Regions from separate parts of the Drosophila melanogaster genome. Here region 2 is linked to region 1. The links are chromatin contacts, called in public Hi-C maps. All regions are on one chromosome and are shown on one strand. The core of a region is the stretch at or near the end of the contact, and the rest is flanking DNA. Distances in the headings are between cores, read along the strand shown. Region 1 holds the start of CG32295. Region 2 overlaps CG32264.

What was found. A called contact is a pair of places that touch in the nucleus more often than the background predicts.
Region 2: a contact with region 1 is called in a Hi-C map of the Kc167 cell line, with 2.5 times the contacts expected there. A contact is called at or near these places in 15 of 107 Hi-C or Micro-C datasets (the Kc167 cell line, cellular blastoderm embryo, embryo and 4 more).

The regions. Positions count from the first base shown.
Region 1 is chr3L:2,523,512-2,529,860 of dm6, forward strand. CG32295 reads right to left here and starts at 3,462. Exons shown (of 1, transcript NM_167954.2): 1 at 2,288-3,462. The coding sequence starts at 3,416. The coding sequence ends at 2,340. It overlaps Spn (Spinophilin), which reads right to left. Exons shown (of 16, transcript NM_001259642.1): 4 at 1,088-2,207.
Region 2 is chr3L:3,769,793-3,776,745 of dm6, forward strand. All of the region lies in intron 2 of CG32264, which reads right to left. Among named protein-coding and RNA genes, the nearest start is that of CG32266, 18 kb to the right of the region's middle.

The DNA.
Region 1 (6,349 bases), core at 2,212-4,711:
GCCAGGCCCCGAGAATAAATGACTGCGAAAATCTAGATATATTTAAACGTTTAACCGCCGTGTTTGAACTCGAGCATTTTGGGTTCACAAGCGAAGAACTCAGTGTTGGACTGCTTTCTTTCAAAGGGTTAAACATTATACTGCATGAATACAGCGTACAGCGTCTAAGTATATTTCAATCTTTCAAGTTCTAGAAATCCAGTATCGAATGTGGTCACAAACAAATCCACTACCTGAGCTAATACCAACGACTGGGACTAGTTGACGGGATTAGAGTTGGAAATAGTTAAAAGAGTTTGTCAGTTTAAAGTGGCCATCAGCTCAGCTCCACCAAAGCGAGTATTCACGTGCACTCACACTGCAACTGCTACTGCAACTTTAACTCCGCCGGAGTCAACACTTCCGGGCGGAACAGACTCCGGATGGCGAGTGCATCAGCAGTTGACAAGCGACAGATTAGCTTACAATTACAACAAAGCCGGCGCTGAAAGGTGACTAAGCTGATGATGAATAGTAACCTGGCAGAGGAGAGGAGACGTCGGTGGGGTGTTGCAAAGTAAATATTTGCTCAATATGTGAGCGAGTGAATAAAGTTCAAGCAGGGCCAAGAAAATGCAGGGAAACTGCATACCGCCTGCTACCTGGAATGCCTGGATTTCTGGATTAATTATTGGCTACAGGTAATACATAAAATGCTAATGAGATGGCTTAGTTAGCATCAACAGAATGGGCAAAGGCAAATGTTGCTATTTCATTTGGTTACTTATGCTGATTAACTAGGAATAGCTTAGCTTCCAATGATGAATATCGGCAGATATTGTGAGAAATCTAAGAAAATGCTGCGACTACAATAAACTACACAATAACTAGGTAATACATAAATGTAAAGTATGTAGGAATAAATAAAGAAAATCATCAAATTACACATTATCTTATATTAATAGATAATGAATTGACATGACAAAAACTATAATAACATACTAAGTAAGTACAAAATATACATTACAATACATAAAAGAAACAAGACACATGCCTAAATTACACACAATAAATTGTAAATAAATAAACTTCCTTTAAAGTGACTCACCTAGAGCTCAACAATCTTTCGGCCTCGGCGGCGGTCATGTCATCCGGCAGGCTATCCTCCCGTGGAATCGCTGCAGCTGGTGTAGCAGCTTGAATCGAAGGGGCAGTGGCCACACTGTGATTCACATGAACCTTGATCACCTCATCCACGACATCGTCGATTAGTTCCACATCCAATACATCGCCGTCCTTTAGATGGTTTATGATGTCCTCCTCATCCTCGCCAGCGCTGGTATCGGCATACTCCAAGTCCTGAAGCTCAAGGGAGCCTTGAGCCGGAGCTCGTCGCTCGGGAAGGACCGGAGCCTCTTCCTCCTCTTCGTCCTGCTGGAGTTCCAGCACCTCCACATACTCCACGGCCAGGTGCTCGTCCTCCTCTACGAGATCTAGTTCCTCCTCTTCGTGCGCATCGATCGAAGCAATGGGGGCAATGCCCTTTACTAAGGCCGAACGGGCGGGAGAGCATTGGGGCGTGGTTTTGGCACTGCCTCCACCACCAACACTCTGATCCTGATTGCTGCTATTGCGCCGCCTTATAGGTGAAACCACACCCACGGGTGGGGAACTATACGACCCGCGATGCAGTGGAGATCCCTCCACGCTGGAGGAATTTGGAGACTGGATGAGAACGCTTCTTGAGGGAGCCACTGGTTGGGACTCCTGCACATCAGGCTTGATAATGGCGTAAACCGTGCTCGATTCCTGACCAAAACCATTGGCTCCGTGGAACTTGCGCTGCATATCGGTCACCTTGGCCGTGTCGTAGAGTTCAGCTTCCGATCCGTAAACCTCGCGACTTTCGCTGCCATCGGGATTCAGGCGATAGCCGACGTCCACGTAATTCAGGCTATGCGGCTGCTCCTCCGTCTGGTCGTAGGCGGGCTGCAGCTTGGCCTTCAGCTCGGGCGCGGACTCATTGAAACCACCCTCGTCCTGGCTGGTGGTCGATATAATGCTCGGGGGACGCTGGCCAAGACCGGCGGCCGGCATGTTCACCGTGATGCTGCTACGCTTGTTGGCCACTCGCTGTGGAGATCCGGCGGCGGAGCCCGGAATGGAATGTTGCTGCTGTTGCTGGGAGTTGTTGGCCGATGGCGAAGATTCGTCCACAGATTTGCGACCTGGAAAAACAAAAATTACCCATTAATGTATACATAGCTACATAAATGAAAGCTACATCCCAAAAGATCAAGCTTTAAATATTATACAAAATGGCATCTTTTATTATGAAACTGATTCTGAAACATATGTCATTATGCCAAATCCTCTTTGAGCATCCTTATCAGATCTTTTTGCATGTTGAGAAGCACACGAACGCGCCCCGAGTTGGAATGTGGGTCAAAATCCGAACCATCCTGCAAATGAAGATCGAAAAAATTCCTATATCTTTTCAACTCCTCCTCCAAAATGTCCTTGTTATCCGGAATCGGTTCACCACGCAGTTCCATTCGAATAAGCTCCATCAAATCGATCATACGTTTTCGAACATCTTCGGGTGACTTCTGACTATCGGAATTTTGAAAAGCGTTGGGCTTCTGGTTACTTCTGGGTGAAAATTTGGGCGGCGAGGATTGGGAACGACTGGTGGACGATTGCGTGGCAGAGGGAGAAGAGGAATGGTTTAAACGGAAATTCGCTTTTTGGTTTTTGTAAAGCTGACGCACTTCGTCATCACTTGTCGTGTGTACGGGACGGAGGAGCCGTCGGCTCCTCTGCACTTGTGGTTTTAAAATGGATGGGACACTTGTCCCGCCGGAAGGACGAGCACAATTCGAGAAGGTGTCCCAGTACTCAGACGTCGACCGTTTACCGCTGCAGTCACATGACAAAGCGGAGGAGGGCACTGCGGCTAGAGAAGATTGATTCAGATCACAGGAACGCTGCATTTCAGTCAGGTTTGGGCATTGCTGATCCTCTGGCTTCTCCGTGAAGTCGACCCAAGCCAACTCCGCTGGCGGAGGCTCCTCGAAAACGCCAGTCAGTCGCCGTTGGTTTAGGCAAACACTGAAGTGACTCATGTACGCGTTGCGCATGCGCAGATCGTAGAGAGTGTGGCAATGCATGGTGGTCAGTTTGTTGAGCCACAGCCACGAAGTCCTAAACTCCGGCGTATTTTCGCAGAACACATCCTGTGGACTTGGCGAGCAGTCTAGCATCAGGACAAAGTCATTGGAGAGCAGCGAGCTATTTTGATCGTTCTCATCCGGTGTCCTGGCATTACCTCGATGGCTATCCGCGTGCTGCACATGAGTGGAGGATGTGGTCAGGAGCAGGCTGGCATGGCTATTACTCTTCCTTCTATCACTCGCCACTACTTTCGAATCTGGCATAATTCATTTGTGTTATTCGGGTGTGTATTTAATTTTGTTTTGATCGAACAATCTAAAAATGTCAAGGGCAGAGAATTCTTCTTGGTTCCTTCGATATTAAAATAGTTCGCATATTCCTTATCTTTAAAATATAGATAGCTGAGTCACAGATTCATCGCTAAATGTTGTGACACTTTCAATGAATTGTTTAATTAATCGTCCACTTTCCTAATTTATTTATTTATGCACAAATTTTGGTGGGGGAACACGAATGCCTTAATGGATCAGAGCTAATCGCAACTTTCATATACACATTTTTGTATTTTGGGACTTTGCAGACTATTTTCGTGTGTAGGTGCTGATGCTAAAGCTGTCAACGGAAGGCATAAATATAGACGCCTCCAAATACACGAATGTATATATATAAATACATCTCTGAATTGGACCTTTGGGGATCTTTACTGGGGAGATGGAGCAGACATGCGACACATATGTACATATATATTTTGGTCTTTTTGTAAAACGTGTAGGCATTTTCCAATTGACAGTGGAATGTCTTAGAAGTTTTGTAAGTTTGCCAATTATCTTGGGCGCAGAGACATATAAAAGTTTCGAGGTATTTTAAATATTAGTTTTTATGCAGACACGTTTTTCTTTTTACCAGTACCCACCTCGACAGGCTTGACAAAGTTTTCGCAAACTGAGACACATTTTTTATTCAATTCACTACCACTTATCAATGTTCTGAGACACACATCTTGTGATTACTAAATAGAAATATATGGCAAATTAAGTTGAGATTGAAAACAATAACGTTGCCACGGATTCCGATATAGTAACCATGATTAGAATAAGCATCTGGTTTAAGTTCATAAATTTCAACCGAGTTTGAATTGAAACCAATTCTTCATTGTATGTAAAGTGCAGAGGGCCTGCCGAAGACATGATAGCAAAGCTGGGATTTCGGGTGCCGCCAGTTGACCGACCACAGGAGCCAGAGTTGGCCAGCTTGCTGGATCTGGTCAAGTGCACCCTGGCGTATGCTTAATGCCAATTAGACATGCGTGCGCTTTTAATTAAGACCAGCATGAATACTTAATGCAAACGGGTAACTGAGGTCAGTTTGGGGAGCGGGACGAGCGAGAGCAGCTGACGAGGGCCAATGCGGCGTATGTGTGATTTCTGTTTCGGTTCAAGTAAATAAACTTGATGAAAATTCAAGCCAAATTCCGAAGGTCGGCCGTTGGGTGGTGGAGGCGTAAACAAACGCAATTGAAATCGATGAAAAATCGAAGGGGAAAATCACACTTTTGTTCGCTCTGTGTGTGCGTTGTATAATGAGATGCGAAAATTAATGAAAAACCGGGCCAAAAATAAATGCTTTGCAAAAAATAGCACAAGAATAAAAACAAAAGCAAACAAAAGACAATTAATGAGAAGTAACAAATGGCAAATCAGAAAAGGGGGTTAAATGAAATGGGAAAAAGTTTCCAATAAATCAAGGTTTATAAATAACTTTCCCAGTAATTGAAGCAATGAAAATGAATGAATAGAAAAAATGCAACTACATATATACATATTCAGCGAACGCTTTCAATGAATCAAAGGCAAAAAATCGATTTGAGTTTGCTATAAAAAAAAAATGGGTGAAAAAATGTAGGCACTTGCTTTTCACTTTGAGGAACGACCACTAAAACCATGAAAAAATTTGCCTAGTAAAATGCAAAAATAATTGTTTGAGGAACCACAACAAAGCAACGGCAAATTAGAGAAGCCAAAAACAGGGAAAAGGAAGATTTTCCAAGAGACGCCAGAAGAAATGTCAAGACAAAAAAACGGAAGTTGCTGTCAAAATGTGCCAAAAACCCAAAGATAAGAAGGGGAATCCCCGGGAAGAAAGGCAGTTGCAATGCGTACGCTGGCTGGGTGATATAGAAAGTCGGCGTTTGTGTACTTGTTGGGTCAACTTGCAAAAGTCCTGACAATGCAGATATGCATAATGAAAACACAAACGAGACCAAAACAAAGGAGAGTCTTAAATCTCTGTGGCTAAAAAGAGGGCACAAATATCTTCTGCATGTCCTGCAAAATAGCTGAGCAGGCTAAAGTCCTGGGAATTCATTAAAGCAAAAATAAACAGCAATCTGAACGAATGTACAAATATTTCAAATTTCCATAGAAGATAAAATTCTGTTATGTGCAAATTTAAATACTTCGTTTATGACGATGAAAGAGTTTCAAAAAAAAAAATAAATAATTCTTAAATAGGCACAGCCTCTTAATATCCTATTTTGATTTATATCTAAAAGTTTTTATTGACAAAAAACTATTTCAAAGTGAACACGATTCACTAACTATAACTAAACTAAATTACGACAAAACAAAATATAAATGGAAGCGAAGAAAATATTTCAATGCATTTAAAAGCGAAATTGATTTTAAATACTTGAGGACACTTTTTAGCCCAAGGAAAATATCTCAATGCAAGTCGGAGAAGAATATCTTTTGGCCACATTCCTGTTTCTGTCCAGCAGCAACAGGCAAACTAAGGAAACAAAAGGCAACACTGAAATATTTTACAACCGCTGAATGGTGAAAACTGCAAACACATGACAATCGCAAACATTTTTGTTGTTTTGGCATACAATTTCAAATTTGAAAATAAACTCGGCGAAAGGAGAAAAAGCAGCGGATGAGTGCGAGAAAAATGTGAAAAAAAATAGTATAGGAAAAGTTTAAACGTTCTCTGGTATAGCTGTTGCCATGCCAGGAAAAACTTCCCACAAATGTGAATGAATTTTTCGAATATTTTGTTTGTCGCCACAACAAAATGCAGTTCGCTGAACCTCCGGCGAAACAAAGAAAGGCTTCCATAATTTTCGATATCCAGAAGATACTTTACAGCTGGCAGATGCTTGCATCTTTTGCGTTCTTTTCGCACATTCGTATCTGTA
Region 2 (6,953 bases), core at 424-2,923, 1.2 Mb after region 1:
TGCACTTCAAGTTAAGCGAAATTGAATTTACTTTCCAATTTTAAATATGTACTCCAAATTTGAACAAACCATCAATCTTTTCCCTTTCATCGAACGCAAAAGATAAACTTTAAATTGAACGTCAAAGGCTTATAAATATATTCACTCAAGCGAATGAAGTTTCCCAGTGGAATATTTGTATTTTCATTCCTTCAACTGGACAAATATTTAAATTCCTACTCTGCTATTTGAGGCTCCATCTCAGTTTGCATTGGAAAATCTCTTTCCCAAACAATTGATGCCGAGAAAATGGGAGAAATACATACCCGTAAATCAGCAAAAGGATGAAGATAAGGCAAAGAAAAGTCAACAAAAACAGCACTAGATATGTCGACTCATTCCGAAGTTGGACCGACCAATCCCGCCCACTTTTCCCTGCTCTTGATGCTGCTTTTTCAGATAAGCTCTGGCATACAACAACGTGAAGCATAAAAAAGACTACACCCACATGGTGAAAAACTTCGAAGTGCTGCCTGCATTGAAGCGTTGAAATTAGGCTACCTGAGCCATAGGAGAAAGATGTGGGGGGGGGGGGTTTGTTGGGCACTTGGAGGTAGAAAAATAAAGGGGAACCAACTGTAAAACTACTGCAAATGGGCTAACAACTATTTGGCTTCCTGATCTTCTTACCATAACTGGGCTTCTCTCGCAGCGACTGCTCCAATTGTGGTCAATTGTTGGTCAACAGCAGCCGCCAGTTACATAATAAAAACTGTGCGAAAAGGAGGACACACAAGTGAAGTGAGTCCAGCATCTTTAAGTTGCTTCTAGTTTCGTTTTGTGTATCTCGCAAATGTGTGTCACTTTGAGGGAATTACTTTGGCCAACAGCAGACGCCCTACAAAGAATAACAGCTAGGAAAATCTTCGACTCATTTCGAATGGCGCCAACAAAGAGAATCGCGCAGCGGCGGGGGAAATGCGGAAAATACCCGGAAAATTGGGTGACAAATTCGCTTGGTGAACATGTTTAGTTGAAAAGAAATGCCAACAGTCGCTATTTAGTTTCGTTTAATATAAGAACAGTGAATATGTTAGCTCATCTTTAAAATCACTTCAACATTTAAGTCCTAAAATAATTAACTTATAATTGGTTTAATTCACATGCAAAGGAAAATGACTTAATTTATAGCAGCGCTTTTCATGATGTTTGTTTTAATAAATTTATTCATATGGCTGGGAAAAAATAACCCATTGCATCTTCCCACACCGAGCAGTTAATTAATTTCAAACTAATTTGTTTCCCAGTCCAAAAGATCATAAAATCGGCATACCCAACCGGCTGGTAAACAGATATTACACATCATCAGAATCACAGCACGAGACCAGAAATTGTTAAGACGAAATGGCAATTTCGGACGCGTCTTCCCCAATTTCCGCGGCTGTTTCCCCGTTTTTTTTTTTTTTTTATGGCCCAAAGGGAAAACCAAATACAAAATAAGGCAAATAATGTGCGCTATATGCAAAACACACGAAAATAAACAACGCAGTCGACGTTGTCGTCATTATATTATTTTTATTTCATTTTCTTTACACGATTTTCTGTGGCGAGAACCGGTTTGGGGAGCATCGTTGGACGTTTGAATGAATGCAGCAGCTTCCAAGATTTTGGCAACAACAACCAAGTACAACAAAAGCCAGTGAAGGGCGCGGCAAAAGCAACAGCAACAATATCATTAAAAAATAACCAAACAAAAAACAGCAACGGGTTTTCGCGAAAGTTGTTGTCATTGTTCGCTTGTTGTTGCTGTTATTGTTTTCGCTGCTATTCTCGCTTGAGCGGCAGTTTTTTGTTACTACTACAGTAAGGCATTGATAACATGAATTTTTTACAGATGGATAAATCTGACTATTAAATATGAATAATAAGTACTATTGTTTGCTTTTATGAACCTATATTATATCAAGATATAATTATTTAGATATTTATTCCATATATTTTATGAAGTATACACTTTAACAATAACCACTGTAGTGGGTCTTAAATTTTTCGGGGCGCCCGCCAGATTCGCTTGAGGCCAAAAGCGAGACAGTTAAAGAGGCAGAGAGAAAACCCAAGAAATATGGCTGACTCTTGCTGGAAAAATGTTTTCTTCTCATTGTTGTAGGTATGTAATGTTACACGATGTGAATGGGTGGTACCTCAAGGGGGGTGGGGGTAGCAACGGGAAAAACACAGTACTCGGGCAAAAAACAAGCCATAAACTGACAACCAGATGAGAGTCAAGGAGTAAAAGTATGAAAACATCCATTCGATATGCGGATAAATTATTACGAGCACACAAATTATGAATGTTTAAGCTGGATTTATGCAAAGGGTTCAAAACGTATGGATTTTCACTTGAATTTGCAGCTTAAATAAGCTGCTTTGGTTTTTATACATTTAACGTTCTATATATGGTACATTTGTTTGTACATACATATACGATCTATTGAAGGTGTACGAATTCCGTTCTACGTAAAATGTCAATTGGCTTGCTCCACTTTAAAGCGCACTACTCGCTTATAAATAAACAAAAATCGTCGCTGATAACTACACCGCAAACACGATGAATAAATATAAGTGAATAAAAAACGAACAGCTAACAATAACATGGGGGAATTTATTTGCACAACGTGATGTGCTCAACAATTTGTTAAAAACAACACAGAGAAGAAGAGTTGAGAAATAAACTTAAGCCGGGGATTTTAGGCACCTAACAAAGTCAAAGGTATATATATAAATTATTTCTACAACTTATCGCATGCAACACATTTTGTATTTGAGCCAACGAATAAATTACCACAAAAGCAAAAGTGAGTGAAAAATCAGAGACTGAGGCTGACACAACATGTCAAAGCTGAAATCCCACAAAAACAAACCAAAAGTTAATTACAGTGAATAAGAGTAATGTATTGGCGGTGGGTGCGTGAGAAAAATGTGCTATTATTATCGTAAACATCGGTAAATGTAAATTTTCCTTCACACTCGCAAATAAATTCACATAAATTTTTTGGTAACTTTAAGGAGTTAATAAATTATAATCTTCAAGACCTAATTCAAATCACGGCTCATCTCTAGCTGAGTGCGAGAAAAAAAAATCGTGGCCAAAATGTCAGACAGGTTGAAGCCTTTGGCGGAAAGTGAAACACTCGCAGAGAAAAGAAAAATTTTTTTTGTGTGAAAAATAAATTGCAATTTTCTCTCATTTGCACCCCATGCTAATTTTCTTTATAAAATAGATTTTGGTGTGGTTTTTTTTTTGTTTTTTCTTGTTTTTTTTTTATTTTTTTGAAGGTTATTCGGCACTAATTGAAGCCAGGCAATGGCAATTACAAATGAATTGAACGCACACACCGAGTCGCTGGCAATTTGTGGGCCCGGTCTAATGTCGATTTGATTGCAATATGAAGCCTGAAATTAAATGTAATCGTTTGCAATCGAATTGGCAAGTGAAAGGGGAGTTCAGTTGGGGGGATAGGTCACGCCCGGTGGCACGTTGTTGGGCAAGGTATCGAAAAAGCATCGCACATCGTCAAATGCACATGCACAAAATTTTAAAATCGCATTACGTATACGCAACGTTGCGCAGCAAAGGGAAAACATAGCGGTGTGGGGTGTATATTGATTTGAATTTGTTTATTTTCGTATATTTCGTTTCGTGAATGAACCCGAAGCATTGAAGCGAAACGGCATAGTCATCGGCAATGACAAAATCCGAATCATTTTACATCGCGCCTAGATAGTTGTTGACATTGAGCAGAGTGAATGACAGCTAAATTACTATGGACACTATTATAGAGTTACTGATTATTAAGATCTCTAAAAATAACAGAGAGAAAAATGAACAAGCACAGCAGGCTTGAATATTTATAAATAATCTCATCATTCATTTAAAATACTCCTTGAATTCGTAATAACATCTTTTTCATTTGTCATTTGTCATCAAATTCCAATACAAAAATACCCATGGCTTCAACCATCTCATTCACCTGAGCCCAGGCAATCAAAGTTGCAGCTAATTGTATGCCGTTGCAGGCACAATTCCCATTATTTACCGGCAAATTGCCGGCGTCTGTGTCAAAGTCAATTATGAAACCAATTTCAGAACTGATTCCCGGCTTCTCTGCCCAACCGTTTCTCCATTTCTCTATGTTTCTCCGCATTTCTCCCTACACAGAGAGAGAGAGCACGTAATTGGTCAAAATTCGTGCGGCTAACAATCGTTCAAATTAAACGGAGAAGGAGACTTTATGAATAATGGAATGGCAATGAATCATGCGACGATCGAACGAATGAACAATAACAAATTGCATATTAAATGCTTGGCCATAAATCGTCAAAGACTTTGCAGCTGCCTCCCATTTTCTATACACTTTTTTCCAGCTTTAATAAAATCCCTCATACGCCCAGTTGGACGCATATAAAATGCATGCCGCTAATTGCATTGACATTTGACATCTTCCGAAGGGTTTTATAAATAGATATGAACATCGTCATCGACTTAATTGACTCGTGTGTTGGAGAAAAAATTGCGGAAAAAAATCTCAAGGGTAGGGTCTCAAATTTCCACGCATTACAACTTTGAACACATTTACTCTGTTGTTCATTTATCTTTATTTAAACAAGGTTCAATGGCCTATCGTCTACGAAATCGAAGGTAAATATTTACAAACAACTTACAAGATATTTTGAAATGCAAATAAAACTCCCAGGCATAATTTTGTGTATGTAATAGCCAAATGAATTTCATTCATCGACCTATAAAAATAAAATTGAACTTCAATTTGAGCACACAGCACATTTTAATTAAAAATCCTTGAAAAATTATTCGCTTTTATTTGGCATTTGTTTAATCAGCTCACAAAATAATTTCCGCAAATGTATGTCAGGGTTATTTAACTTTGCATTGTATTCTTTTTGTATTCTATTTTTTTTTTTTTGCTTGCTAGCAACAGAGAATTTTTGCATAACATTCTTATTAAAATCTAAGCCAATTTTCATTACATTTTAGACAAATTGTTTACATTGTTTTACAGCCAGTAAAGTACAAAAAAATAGTAAAATATAAGTACACAAACTACAGAAAGCTGAAAATGTTGTTAAACTAATTTGCGTCAGAGCCTTAAGTTGTCTGGAAATTTGCATATAAATTGTTCAACATGTATGAGAAAATAACAAGTAAGCAATCAGAATAAATTACTTTAAATATTTGTGATTTAATTATTCCCCTTGCTTTAAACGTGCACTAAAAGTAAATAAATTTATGCAGCCCATCTTAAATTGAGTGTAAAACTGAATGAATCCTAAGCATCAATATCTGTTGAATGAATCTCGTTGAATGTAAATTCTTAACACAAACGACAAACTTTAACTACACGTTAATTGATATTTTTGCAATGGCTGCAAACAGTTTTTCACATCGGAAAAACTTTGTCCGCCGTTGAGTGGCAAACTTTCCAACTGTCAAATTGGCCAACAGCCAGACAGATAAGGGAAATCTGTGAAAAGTGGGTAGGATGGAAAATGGCAACGCAAACAGAATCCGACACCTGGACAATGTCTGGTCGGATGTCTGCACAGGATGACAATGACGACGACGTTGACGATGATGACACTCAACGGAAATGAGCAGCAAACTTTGACACATTTTGCGCAGACTGTACTTAGTCTAGATATTTGTTCCGCCGGAAAGAGACGGACAGCATAAGTGTGCAACAGAGACAGAACGACAGAGTGATATCAATTTTGAAATGGACTGGATCCCAAAAACTCTTGACCTGCAATGCAGCTTCCTCTGTCTGGCCATCATTCGCAGTTCCTACTCATTAATTAAGCGCAGCAACCAAATGAATACTGACAGATACAAATCTGAATACATAAATGCACTGAGAGACCAGTTTTGGATTTATGGATGTAGTTACTTTACTTTTTCTTTTATTTTCTTTTATAAATGCAAATTTCATTGCATTTTCTTATATTTATATTTTCCCAGAATTTTTTCCCTCCATTCATTACATATTCACGCATTTTTATTCACATTGAAATTGAACTTTACAAAGACTCATACATATTCAGCCATTAACAGCAAGCAAATTGCAATCTTTGTTGAATGGCTTGGGGTTCTTTTGAATGCTGCACTTTTTGTGCTGAACTCTGTCGATTGACCGATTAACATAAACATTTTCCTGATTAATGGCCGTCGTGTTGGCTTTATGTTTTATTTGGCCTGGGTGCGGTCCATTCAATGTGATCGATCATTGTTCGATGGAACTATGGGACACATACATATATGTATATAGAAATATAGCTATAGTATTCAACGTACTCTGGGCCAAGTTAGTGGCACTAAGTGAGTTGGCCGAGGGTCATTACAGACGTCGGTTCATTAATCATATGCCTCGGATCATCAATGGGTCATGGCTTCAATTCGTTACCCGGTTTCTAAGTTTATTGCCGAAGCTTTTTGTTCAATAAGCTGTCAGTTGAATGTGTTAAAACGCTTTCAAAACTCGTGAAATGAAGTTTAAGCCGGCGGCTAACATGAACTTATAAAGGTTTTCAAGATAATGTCAGGATTTGGCACTCGGAATTGACTGCATTCTACTCTAATTTTGTGCCATAAAAGCACAATCACAATTTTCTCAAATTCTTCGCATTTCGCATAGTGAAAAAAACCTAGTGAGCTATCTTCCGATTCCCCAATCGACCGGTAAATAAATACTTATCAATCATGGGTAAACTCACGTTTTATGCAAACAACTCTTATCTGGCAATAACCAAAGCCACAGTTCCCCAAACAAAAGTACCAAGTTAAAGCAATGCAAAGAGAATACCGCTCGATGACTCAGAAAGTTTATCGCAACTGGAAACCAAAGACAGCGACAAAAAGAAAAAATCTATTAAAAATTACAAAATATTTCTCACTTCGCTGA